Linked DNA regions of Gossypium hirsutum: region 2 is linked to region 1. A link is a contact called in public Hi-C data. All regions are on one chromosome and are shown on one strand. Each heading gives the region's core, a stretch centred on a gene start, on an enhancer-like site or on the middle of the called end of the contact. The rest is flanking DNA. Distances are from core to core; before and after follow the strand shown. Region 1 holds the start of LOC107951569. Region 2 holds the start of LOC107951575 (embryogenesis-associated protein EMB8).

What was found. Hi-C and Micro-C count contacts between places; a contact is called where the count stands out from the background.
Region 2: a contact with region 1 is called in a Hi-C map of leaf, with 2.2 times the contacts expected there. The contact joins the promoter of LOC107951575 here to the promoter of LOC107951569 in region 1. A contact is called at or near these places in 4 of 34 Hi-C or Micro-C datasets (all in leaf).

The regions. Positions count from the first base shown.
Region 1 is chrA02:9,854,466-9,861,512 of Gossypium_hirsutum_v2.1, reverse strand. It overlaps LOC107951569, which reads left to right and starts at 5,524. Exons shown (of 4, transcript XM_016886661.2): 1 at 5,524-5,866; 2 at 6,050-6,198; 3 at 6,888-6,960. The coding sequence starts at 5,756.
Region 2 is chrA02:10,080,388-10,086,510 of Gossypium_hirsutum_v2.1, reverse strand. It overlaps LOC107951575 (embryogenesis-associated protein EMB8), which reads left to right and starts at 4,570. Exons shown (of 15, transcript XM_016886670.2): 1 at 4,570-4,792; 2 at 5,398-5,500; 3 at 5,607-5,696; 4 at 5,793-5,854; 5 at 5,965-6,065. The coding sequence starts at 4,717.

The sequences.
Region 1 (7,047 bases), core at 4,275-6,774:
ATTATCACTTTATCATTTCTTACATTATTAATATATCTTTATTTACAAATTCACTACTAAATTCAATATTCATAATCATATCTTTTTTTTTCCATATTAACATTTTAAATACTCAAACATTCAAAATAACATAAAAAAACCTTGAATTCAATTAAGAGCTTGAATTTAATTAAGTACTTACCTATTTTTTTACTTGAATTTAACATTTATCTTCACTATCCTATGCTTTCCTTTACTTTCTCCTTCAACTAATTGATTTTAATAGTAGAAAATAATCTCATAACACTCTAAAATATGAAATTAGGTTATGGTTTTAAAGTAGAATTTCAAGGAGAATTCATGGATATTTTTCTTTTCGTTTCGTTTCTTTTATTTCTTCTCTCGTTTTCTGTCTTTTCCTTTTATTTTTGTTGTCCAAGTTGTTGATGTCCTACTTTATCTCTCCTCTAGAAATCTCTACATTCCTACTTTATCTCTCCTCTAGAAATCTCTACATTTTTCCTTTCTTTCAATTTAATCCTTATTTCACCAATCAATTAAATTCCTCCACTTTTCATCCATAATTCCCACATCTTTCCTTGAAACTTTACAACTCACGAGCTTAGGTGTTTTAACATCATCATTGTGTATCCAAATATCATTTTAAAATAAAAATCTTACATTAGGTCCCTCCTCCATAAAATGGGAAAATTGCTCTTTAGTCTTTATACTTTTCCACTTTATTCAATTTAATCCATATCTTAATTTTCCAACTCCATATATCGATACATATCCATGTCACAATCATTAAAAAAAACATTTTTTCAAATTTCGCCCTTTTTCAAAAATAGTAAAATTGCACTTTTTGTAACACCCAAAAATATATAGGGTTAGATGAAATAAATAACTAAGAAATTACTCAGACTTGATGGTTATGTAGCTAATGCACTCCCTAGAGATCTTAGGTTTTATTCATGCCTCTCCTATCTATTTTTTTTTAGCAAACTAGGATGAAAGCAACCCTAAAACAAAAATTAAATGGAGTAGAAAATAAACAAGAGTGGGCAACAACCTAAATGGTTAAGTTGTGCACTTTCCCCTTGCATTTTCAAGTTCAAGTTATGTCACCCTTCCTTATTTTTTTCCTTTTAATTTCGGCAATATGGGTAATTTACCATGCTGCCCCTCTAAAATTTGTTAGCCCTAGCTATTTAGTCTCATCTTACCTAATTAGATATGGACTCTAATATCTTTACAAATCTAATTAGAATTCTTTCTTCTTTTCCCAATTTCTTCATCCCTTTCTTTTTCATCATCATCTTTACACAATATTTGCTCCTCATTGCTGAAAATATTTCTTGTGAATCCCGAATCAAAATTGATCTCTGATTAATTCATTTCTCTCTACTAGATTTTCAAACTCATCATTCCTATTTGTGTCCTCATCGATAGCTCAGTAAGTACTTTCGTTTTGACTAGTAAAACTCGTAAAACTTGCAATAACATCAATCCTCATTAATCTTGTAATCTGATTACTCAACCTTTCTCAATTCTTGCTAAATCTTTCAATAAACATTGACAAATCTTGAAATCAAACATTAACTCTTGTATAATTGTTAGTTTAAGGACCCGTTTTAGGTACTTCGAATCAGAATTGAACAAGAGGGGCGCAGCTCGGGCTTTCGATGAAATGTGTGTGTTTATTTACAAGAGAATCAGGACAAATCATGCCTTCGGATAAGGCCACACGTGTGGACCATATGGGCCCCTCACACGGCCATGTTCCCCTTGAAACACTAGGAAAATCGATTTTCACACGACTAGCCACATGATTGTGTCTCTCATGTAGCTTAATTTTGTAATTTCCATATGGTCTCTGTTTATTACACGGCCTAGCCACACGATCGTGTTCCCCCTCCACATGGTCCAGGGCTTTCCACACAATCGTGTGTCCCTTGTTTCACAAGTTTTATAGTTTTTTCCCAAAATTTTATATTTTATGTAGATTAGTCCCTGAATGATTCTTGAATTGTATTAATATTTTACTTTATTCAACTAAGTCCCTAATAATATGATTAATGTTACAATCCATGGTCCGAATGATTGAATTATTATTTTTATATGTATAGGCATGATATGTGAGTAATATTTATATCTATTGTATTTGAATTTGTGAATGTACATACAAAATGTCTTATGATACCATTAAATCGAAACTACGATAAGTATGTCATATGCTACTATAATGATTAGTTAGGGACATGTTATTGCTGTCATTAGTCTACTATAAGCATATTATTCACTTCCGTTTTGATCTGTTATAAGTATGTCATACTACATTGCATAGGGTGGGACGCTTTGAAAAGGAGGAAGTTCTGGCAGATTAATAATCTACAACTATAGTGGTTTATCCACATATTTTCTGGCAACTTTCAACTACATTTATGTTGTGTATTCACAACCATCTGGCAACGTATTAACCTGCAACACTAGTGGTTCGCCCACCCATTATATGGCAGCTCTTATCTACAAATTTGTTGTATATTCACAATTATCTAGTAGTGTGTTAACCTTTAACTTTATAATTTATCCACAACCCAAAATATTATTTAAAATGATAAAAATAGAAATAAATAGCACAATTATCACGTATCATCACAATAAATATGTCACGTATTAATAATTAACTCTTCATGTCACTTAAAACTAAAACCTTATAATATAATATAATATAATTTAATATAATATAATAATATATATATATACACATGATAATTGATACGTATTAAATAAAATTTTCATTTAGGTACATTAACACTAACCATTTACGTACAACAAGAAAAGAAAAGAAAATAGAAGGAAGAATCTTCAAGGTGCAATAACAATATCAGACGTCTACAGTTTTTATCGTGATTTTATTTTATAATTACAATAATTAATTTGATTGTGACCACTATTTTTAATAAACATATTGTCCATATAAAAAATACCCTAATTAATAATATTTAATAAATTTATACTTCAAATATCAACCCCTACAACGTCATTTTGTATAAAAAGGAAAAATGATATGATGTCATGGGTGGTGACATGTCCATAATTTTGGTTGGTTTGATGAAATGTATCCAACATTATAACACTGAAGAGAAACTCCCAAAATAGATTAATAAATCATCAAAATAGCTTTGTCCACCTCCTACCTATTTAACTCTTCATTAAATCATTGATTCTTTGCATTAAAACTAACACATATAATATATATTTATAACATATATTCTTCCTTCTTGCTTTCTATCTATTTTTCTCCTTTTCTTCTTATCTTTTCGGTTCATTAAATTATATATGCTGCTGAAATTTTGAAATTTTAATTATTTATTTAATTTTTCGTTTTTTTAGTTCTTATATTTACGTTTTTTTATCAAATTACCTCAAAATAGATTAAAAATGTAACAATTATTAACTTTGTTGATATGACATACACGTGAATGCCACATCAAAAATTAATTAATTTTTTATAAAAATCAAAAAATTATTTTTAAAAATTAAAAATTATTTTAAAAAGTATAAAAATATTTTTTAAATTTTTTTAAAAAATCATTAATTATTGATGTGGTATACACGTGGATTCCACATCAATAAAGTTAATAAACGTTAACTCTTCCATCCGTTTGGGATAATTTGATAAACAATGCAAATTCAAGAACTAAAAAGGGCTAAAAACAAAATAAAGAACTAAAATGACTTTTTTTTAAAGTTAAATGGTTAAATAAGTTATTATACCAAAAATATAAATATAAATTTAAAATTAATATATTTATTATTTTTATATTTTTTTGTCTATACTTATATAAGTATTTTATTAAATTGTTGTCATAAATTAATTGAATACAAATTCAATTAGGAAATTACTTAAAACCTATTTTTTAATAAAAAAAATTATATGAATATATAATATATTAAATATTTAAATAGAATAATGTCTAAGGATTGACATAAGCCTAATAACTTTTAATTATAAACATTATAACATTTCATCTATATATAACTCAATTATTTATTTTTTAGAAATATAATTTTAATATTATATTTTTGTTTCACTTATATCGTGTGTGTAACCAAATCTAGTATGATTGAAAGATATGTTTTACATTCATGTTTGAGTTATATTAGATATGATTAGCTAGATATCCTAAATGTTAATTTTTAACTACTAATTTTTATATTTTATATCTCCACTCCTAATTATGAAAAGAATTATTACTAGTTGAAATCCATTAATTAATTAATTAGTGTCAGAATCCACAAAAATGATACAATTCATACTTAATGCTTAGGTGTACGACAAATATGTAACCAAATAGTCTTTCATACCGCATCAATAACATAAGTTAAAAATTATTGTTCTTCTCTTATTTATATTTTTCCACTTATAGTGGCGAGAAAAATTATTTTGACACTTCTTTTGATGATTATAATATGTTGTTGCATGTAAGGAATATAACATTTCTATTATGACAAATAAAATTTCATTAATAGCTTTACTCCATCATAAATAAGCATGAAATCAATTTGATTTTACTACCAGAGGAGTACATAAATAACATATATGTATGCTTAAAGATAAGTAGATCAATGTAAATATAATAAAAGAATAATTAATACATTTATACTTTGAATTTGATAACAATAACAAAAATATTTTTTTTAACATTAATTTATTATATTTATTCTTTTTTATGCAATACTTAAAATTATTCATTGTTTAATATATGCAATGATGTATTTTTAAAAATAATAGATTTAATAATAAATTTGACTACTAACGTTTATATATTTTGTCAAAAAAAAAGTACAAAAGTTAAAAGGCCAAAAAAAGCTCAAAAATAAAATTAGAACCATTTTGATAAAACGTATAAACGTTAATGACCAAATTTGTCATTAAATCAAAATAATATAACATGCTAAATTGATTCTACAAATATGGTTAAGGTTTCAGCGAAATAGAAACAAATTAACTAGTTGAACAAAATATTTACTTATTATTTACAATATAAAAAATAAAATTTTCAACATACAAAGAAACCAATTTTAAATTAATTACTATTACTAAATCTATTTAAATAATCAAAGCAAATTAATTGGAAGTCACTAGAAAGAGGTTACAATAATATGTAGATAATACTCAAGCAAATTTAATATAAAAATTAGATGTGTAAATTAAAACAAAATTAATGTAAGGCTATGAGATTAACTTGGACTCAAATATATATAATAAAAATATTTATCAAAGCTTTATTATTATTATTATTAAATTAGAGCTACGGTGGACATAGATTGTCAAAAATACGTTAAGTCTTTACACCATAGCACCAATAATTATTGATGATTGATAAGGAACTGATCCTTCACGTTAAATGGTGGTGTATAGTGCGACTTTTGTACTGCATTTGATTTGCTTCATAATCCTTCCCACCATACACAATACTTAAAAGCTAGTTGAGATTTAATGCTTTCACAGTTGTGCTATGTTATGAAATAAAGATAAAAAGAACAAAGAAATAAAAAGAAAACGTATGAACCATGTTTCTTCAAAAATCTATATTTATACGCCTGTAATTTACAAGATGGTTAGGCCTTGCTTATCAGTGCAAGCCCAAGATATCACACAAACAGCTACTTGTAAACAAAGGGAATCCAAAAGTCAGCCACTTGACTTGAGGAGTTGGCTACTGGCTATCATCAAAGGATATTTACAAGGCAAAGCAGTCACCTAGGAATGGATCTGTGGTTCTCATGTTTGGGGTGGGGTCTTCCCTTACCCTTCCTTTCTGACCTAACCAAACCTCATTTCTTCTCCATTCAACACCTTCAACACTCTCTCCTTCAGGTAATTTTCCTATTCTCATCCATGTTTTTTTGTTAAAAAAAAAAACACTAAAATTCCCAATCTTGTATTAGGATAGGGTTTGGGGTTTGCTTAATTTCACATTCCAGGTTCAAGAGATTGATAATCAAAGTAAAGGGTTTCAAATAATAGGCATTTTAACCCTTATTATTGTTGCATTTTTAGGTAATCAATCCTCCAAGGGCCAATTTATTTGTTTGTAAGGAGGTTTACATAAGGGTGCATGTGGGGGCTCCTAAATATTGGATTTATATGCTTTCCAGCTGCAATTTTCAAAACAACGGTGAAAAATTGTGGGATTGTCTTCCATACTGGTTATCATTTCTAAACCAATGCCTTCTAAATACTAAGTTCTTAGAGTGATTTTCGTTCCTAATTATCATGGAGCTTCTTGTTAAAGAATACAATGGAAATTCTATTGCTTAAAGTGCTTCAAAATGAATTGAAGTATCTTCCATGGCTTACCTAGCAGTTTGGAATTTTGACCTTTTTCTGGTGGACTGTCTATTTCAGTTGTTCTTTAGTACAATTTAACATGAAAGAATCCCTGGATGCTAACTTATAACAAAAAGTTCTATCAGTAGGATAATTTTAGTTACTATACAGTCAAAGTAGTGTATTCAATTGCTTGTTCTTCCTTCCTGCTGTACTTCTAAACCTAGTGGTTTTAAGGCAGCCTAAATTGAACTCTATGAAACTTAATATGATGTAGCCAGAAAAATTAGATTACTAAATACATAATCTGAATGTACAACGACTTTATATCACTTGAGGTATTTTGTGGTTTTAGTTAAATGGAGATCTAGCTGTTTTGAGTTCGCTGGGTTTTTCTGAACCTAATTGGATATAATATGTAAGATATCATAGTGCTAATTGCATATCTCGTGACATTCTTGTGCATAATTTAGCAGTATTGGTATGATTTTGAGTATGACCCTTCTCTCTAAATAGTTCCGACTTTGTTGGCTATTTTGTTTCATAGTAGTTCTCATTTCTCTGATAGTGCAGGGATGCTGGGAAAATCGTTAGCTTCGTCTTTGATGACATTGGATTCTGCGACTTCTTGTTTCTGTGTTGTAAGTTTCATCAATCTCACATCTCATCCTAGAAGTATGAGACATAGTGTATCATGGATGCTTTTCATTTTTATTATTGTTGGCCCT
Region 2 (6,123 bases), core at 3,321-5,820, 230 kb before region 1:
ATAACAAATTTTGATTCTTGCTTTTTGAAGTAGATCATATCCTATCGTTTCCAAACAGTATCAACCTCATTACATTCACAAATGCTTTATAATGCACAAAATATTCACAAATCATGCACATGATAGTCGTAATTATTGCCATTTGAAGCACATCATTTCCTATCATTTCCAAATAGTATCACCCTCACTCATGCTTGGTTTTTCTTCACGCCATAATTATAATACTATCTAAAAATTAATTTTTTTTGTAAAATAAAATTTAACCATAACGAAAAATATAGATGGTGGTAGGAAAGGTAAATAAGGCAAAGTATATGCATGTGTGTAGAAGCCATAAAAGGGGTTTTACAAGTTTATATGTTTGCAACAAAAAAAAAGTACATGTTTGTGACAAAAAAAAGTAAGTGCGAGTGTGGACGCATGTGTAACAGAAGGAAACAAATGATAAAACCTTTAATTGAAATACGGATGGAAAAAAATAGTGTTTAAGTACAGTGAGAGTCGTAGTTGCCACTGCTTTATAATGCACGAATCATGCACATAATAGTTCTGATTCTTGCCTTTTGAAATAGATCATTTCTTTCCATTTCCAAATAGTATCAACCTCACCAATGCTTTATTTTTCTTTACGCCATTATCATAATACTATCTAGGAATTATTTTTTGTTTGTAGAATAAAACTGAAGATAATGAAAAATAAAGGGGGTGGGGGAAGGGTAAGTAAGGCAGAGTATACGTATGCATGTGGGAGCCATAAGGGGGTTTTATAGTTTTACATGTTCACGGTAAAAAGAAAAAATAAGTGCAAGTGTATATGTATGTGTAATAGAAGAAAACAAAAGAAAAACCACTAATTTGAATACATAAGGAAAAAAATGTGTATAAGTGTAAGTAAAGTGAAAGTTGCTCTTGATGCATCATAATACATGAATCATTCACAAATCATGCACATAACAGTTTTAATGCTTGCCTTTTGAAGTAGATCATTTCCTGCCACTTCCAAACAATATCAACCTCTCCAATGCTTTGTTTTTCTTTACGCCATAATTATAATACTATTTAGAAATTAATTTCGGTTCATAGAATAAAACTAAACAATAACGAAAAATAAATGGGGTAGGGGGAAAGGTAAGTAAGATAGAGTATACGCGTGCACATGTGAGTCATAAAGGGGTTTTATACTTTTACATGTTCACGGATAAAAGAAAAAGTAAGTGTGAGTGTTTACTTATGTGTCACAGAAGAAAAGAAACGACAAAACCATTAATTGAAATACAAAAGGAAAAAAAAGTGTGTAAGTGTAAGCAAAGTGAGAGTCGTAGCTGTCGCTGCTTCATAATCATCATCATTATCATCGAATTTCCACACTTTTACATGTTCATGGTAAAATGAAAAAGTAAATGCGAATGTGTACATATATGTAACAAAAGAACACAAATGAAAAAACCATTAATTGAAATAAGAAAGGAAAAAAAACATATAAGTGTAAGTACAGTAAGAGTCGTAGTTGCCGCTGCTTCATGATCATGATCATCATCATCATCATAATCATCGAGTTTTTACACTTTTACATGTTTGTGGCAAAAAGAAATAGTAAGTGCACGTGTATGTATGTGTAACAGAAGAAAACAAACGGAAAAACCATTAATTGAAATAAGGAAGGAAAAAATCGTGTAAGTTTAAGTACAGTTAGAGTCGTAATTGCCACTACTTCATAATGCACGGATAATGCAAAAATCATTAATACACAAAACATAATGTACAAATCATGCACACAAACACACATACACAGAGAGAAAGAGAAAGAGAGAGGCAATAAGTGCCAGGCTCGAATACCATTGGTAGGGCCCGGTTGGGTCGCGAGTAGGTGGTCCATACCACATTTGGGTTTTGGGTTGGGGATTATAAATACATAACAATTCTGATTCTTACCTTTTGAAGTAGATCATTTCTTGCTGTTTCTAAACAGTATTAGCCTCACTCATGCTTTATTTTTCTTTACGCCATAATTATACAACTATTTCGAAATTATTTTTTTATTGTAGAATAAAATTGGACCATAAGGAAAAATAAAGGGGGTGAGGGGAAGGGTAAGTGAGGCAGAATATACGTGCAAGTGTGTACGTATGTGTAACAAAAGAAAGCAAACGACAAAACCATTCATTGAATTACAGAAGGAAAAAAAACATGTAAGTGTAACTATAGTTAGAGTTGTAGCTGTCACTGCTTCATAATGCACGAAACATGATGCATAAATCATGTACAAATTATGACATAACAGTTCTGACTCTTGCCTTTTGAAGTAGATTATTTCATATTCTTTTCAAACAATATCAACCCCACCCATGCTTTGTTTTTCTTTACGCCATAATCATAATACTATTTGGAAATTAATTTTTTTTCGTCGAATAAAACTGAACCATAACGAAAAATAAAGAGGGCAAGGGGAAGTGTAAGTAAGGCAAAATATATGCGCATGCGTGTGAGCCATAAGGGGATTTTACACTTTTACACGTTCGCGGCAAAAAGAAAAAGTAGGTGCAAGTGTGTACGTATGCATAATAGAAGAAAAAAATGACAAAACCATTAATTAAAATACGAAAAGAAAGAAAAGCGTGTAATTACAGTGAGAGTCATAGTTGTCGCTGCTTAACAATACACGAATCATTCATGAATAATGTACATAACAGTTCTGATTATTGCCTTTTGAAGTAGATCATTTCTTGCTGTTTCCAAATAGTATTAGCCTCACCAATGCTTTGTTTTTCTTTATGGCATTATCATAATACTATTTGGGAATTAAGTAAGGCAGAGTATATATGCGTGCATGGGAGCGATTAGGGGGTTTTACACTTTAAATGTTCGCAACTAAAATAAAAAAATAAATGTAGTGTGTATGTTTGTGTAACAGAAGAAAACAAACAAAAAAATCATCAATTGAAATACGGAAGGAAAAAAAAAGCGTGTAAGTGTAAGTACAGTGAGAGTTGTAGCTACCGCTGCTTCATGATCATCATCATCATCAAGGTTTTACACTTTTACAAATTCGCGGTACAATGAAAATGTAACTGCGCATGTGTATGTATGTGTAATAGAAGAAAATAAATGATAAAACTATTAATTGAAATACGAAAGGAAAAAAAAGCATGTAAGTGCAAGTACAGTGAGAGCCGTAACTATCACTGCTTTATAATGCATGAAACATAATGCACTAATAATGCACGATTCATGCACATAATAGTTCTAATTCTTGCCTTCTGTAGTAGATCACTTCTTATTGTTTCCAAATAGTATCAATTTCACCCATGTTTTGTTTTTATTTACACTATAATCATAATATCATTTGGAAATTAATTTTTGTTCGTAGAATAAAATGAACCATAATGAAAAATAAAGAGGGTGGAGGGAAGTGTAAGTAAGGCAAAGTATACACGCACGCGTGAGAGCTATAAAGGGGTTTTACACTTTTACATGTTCGCAACAAAAAGAAAAAGTAAGTGCGAGTGTGTACATATGTGTAACAGAAGAAAACAAACAAAAAAAACTATTAATTGAAATACGAAAGGAAAAAAAGAGCATGTAAATACAATGAGAGTCGTAGCTGCCATTGCTTCATAATTCATGAAACATAATGCACGAATCATTCACATAACAATTCTGATTCTTGCCTTTTGAAGTAGATCATTTCTTGTTGTTTCCAAACATTATCAGCCTCACTCGTTTTTTTTTCTTTACGACATAATCATAATACTATCTAGGAATTAATTTTTCTTTGGATTGTTTTCAAGCAAAGGTTGGTTACTAACATGGAGCGTGTTCGACGGGGAGTTGGGCACAATAGTTCTTGCTCACTTCGCAATCATGAAACAGAGAATATTTTGCATGTGTTACGAGATTGCTCGACAATAAAAGAGTTGTGGATGCAAGTTGTCCCACTTGACCAACATAATATGTTCTTTTCTGAGGACTTACAGAATTGGTTAACTTCCAATCTTTGTTATTCCACGAGATTACCTAAAGGAGGGACAACTTGGTCTTGTCTTTTTGGGATAATTGCTTGGCATATTTGGAAGAATATGAATCTTTTTATTTTTCAAGGCATAACTTGCAATGCCCTTGAGATTGTTAGAGTCTTTTACTTGGGCACAACAGTATGAGTTGAACCATAATGAGGTAAAGTTAAATGTTCATGACTCTAATACTCAAACTTCCTTATCAGGGAATTGGGTGCACTTATTCATTAATGGTGCAATGGATAGAGGGTATAGACCAGCGTCTACTGGTGGAGTGTTGCAAGATCAGAATAAAAAATTGATCTTGGGATATAACCCATATCTCGAGAAATGCATGGTCTTTGAGGCCGAACTTTAAAGTATTTTGGATGGCATGCTTACTTCACTTAGTAATGGATTTAATAGAGCTATGATTCATATTGACAATTTAAAGGTAGTTCAAGCCTTATGAATAATTTTTTACTGATTTGACATATTCTCAAAGTAGATACTAGAGTTGCCGACTATTTGATTAAATTAAGCTTTAGATAAGAGCACATGCCTACTAGTTTATGATGAAGTATGGATAATACCGTAAAAGTTCTAAATCAATATAAAATTAGGGTGATTTTGATCAATATAACTTAATCTTTGTTTGTTTGTTTTTCAAAAAAAAAAGGCTGCCAACTATGACCATCAAAGTTAGTTCCATGGGGACATCTTGATGGCCACCCTAAACACCAATGGTGGAAGGGCCCGGCTGTTACTTATAGCCAAACGGAAATCTCACTCTGATCCTGGTAAGCAACTTATTTCTATTATAATTTGAGGTTGGCTGCTATATCAGCATTGTTGATATGGTTCTACTCATTATATTTTATTTATACCAAGCATTGTGTTGAACGATTTTTACCTGGTTTCTCTGATACAAAAGCTGAAACATTTGTCAGATGTTCATTAGTTGCGGTATGATTGATGATAGAGCCATAGTTTTTTTTTTTGACATAAATTCACTCACCAAAATCTCAACTGTCATCATTTTTTTTCTTCACCCAAACAGAAAATCAAACCCCCAAAGAAATTTTCACCATAATTTTCTCCTACTTTCCCTCTCTCCATTAATTCTGGAAAACCATTAAAAAAGAAAGGCAACTTTTTTTTTCCAATTTCTGTATGTACTGCTTCTTCCCCAATTTCAAGTTTTTTTTTTTGATTTAACCATTCATGTTTTCTCCAAATTTTAATCAAATGGATTGGTCGATTTCATGGGATGAATCATCCCTCAATGCATATAAAGAAGTATTCCGAGCCCTTTGTTTGATTCCTATTTTGCATTATGTAATTGCGTTTATGGTGATTTGGGTAGTTTTCCTTTACAATTTCCTGGAATTTCATTTCTTCCAAGACTTTTTCAGTGGATTCCGAGGTGCTCCGGTTGCTTTGACCTTTCACCCCACTTCCCATATCTACCATGGCGTGGTTTCCAAGTGCAAGATCCTTCATGGCAGGTACCCTTTTTCCTCCTTTTTCTAGTTTACCCACAAATTTGTTTTCTTTCACTCTCAATCATGATTTTTTTTGGGGGGGGGGGGTTGATTTGGTAAATTATTGCAGGTATATAGCAACACCGTGGTTATCAAGTCCTCATTTTCAGACTGCTTTTCTCAATTTCTTCGGGAATCCTCCTGCTTTCAGCTACCGCAGGTCCTAAAATTTTTCCGATCTTTTTAATGTTGGATTTAGAATATATATATGTTGGCCCATGTGCTTTTTATCTCACAAAGACCTCTGTTTCCTCAGACAACTTTTTCATGCTTCTGATGGTGGAACCATAGCTCTAGATTGGCTTACAAGTTCTGATAGTAAGTGCAAAACTTTTGATGATATTATGGTAGACATAATAACTACTAGAAAAATTCATACTTTGGGTTGTAAAAAGCTCTTACTTTTGACGTGTTTGACAATTGTACAGTTTCAAGAGGTGCCTTTGAAGTGAATCATACTATCTCCAAGGATGACACTACACCTTTGGTGGTTGTCATTCCTGGCTTAACAAGTGATTCTACTTCTTCAGTAAGTTAAATGTTTACTACTCTTCTTTTCTTGTTTCTAGCTGCTCTTTGTATCAACT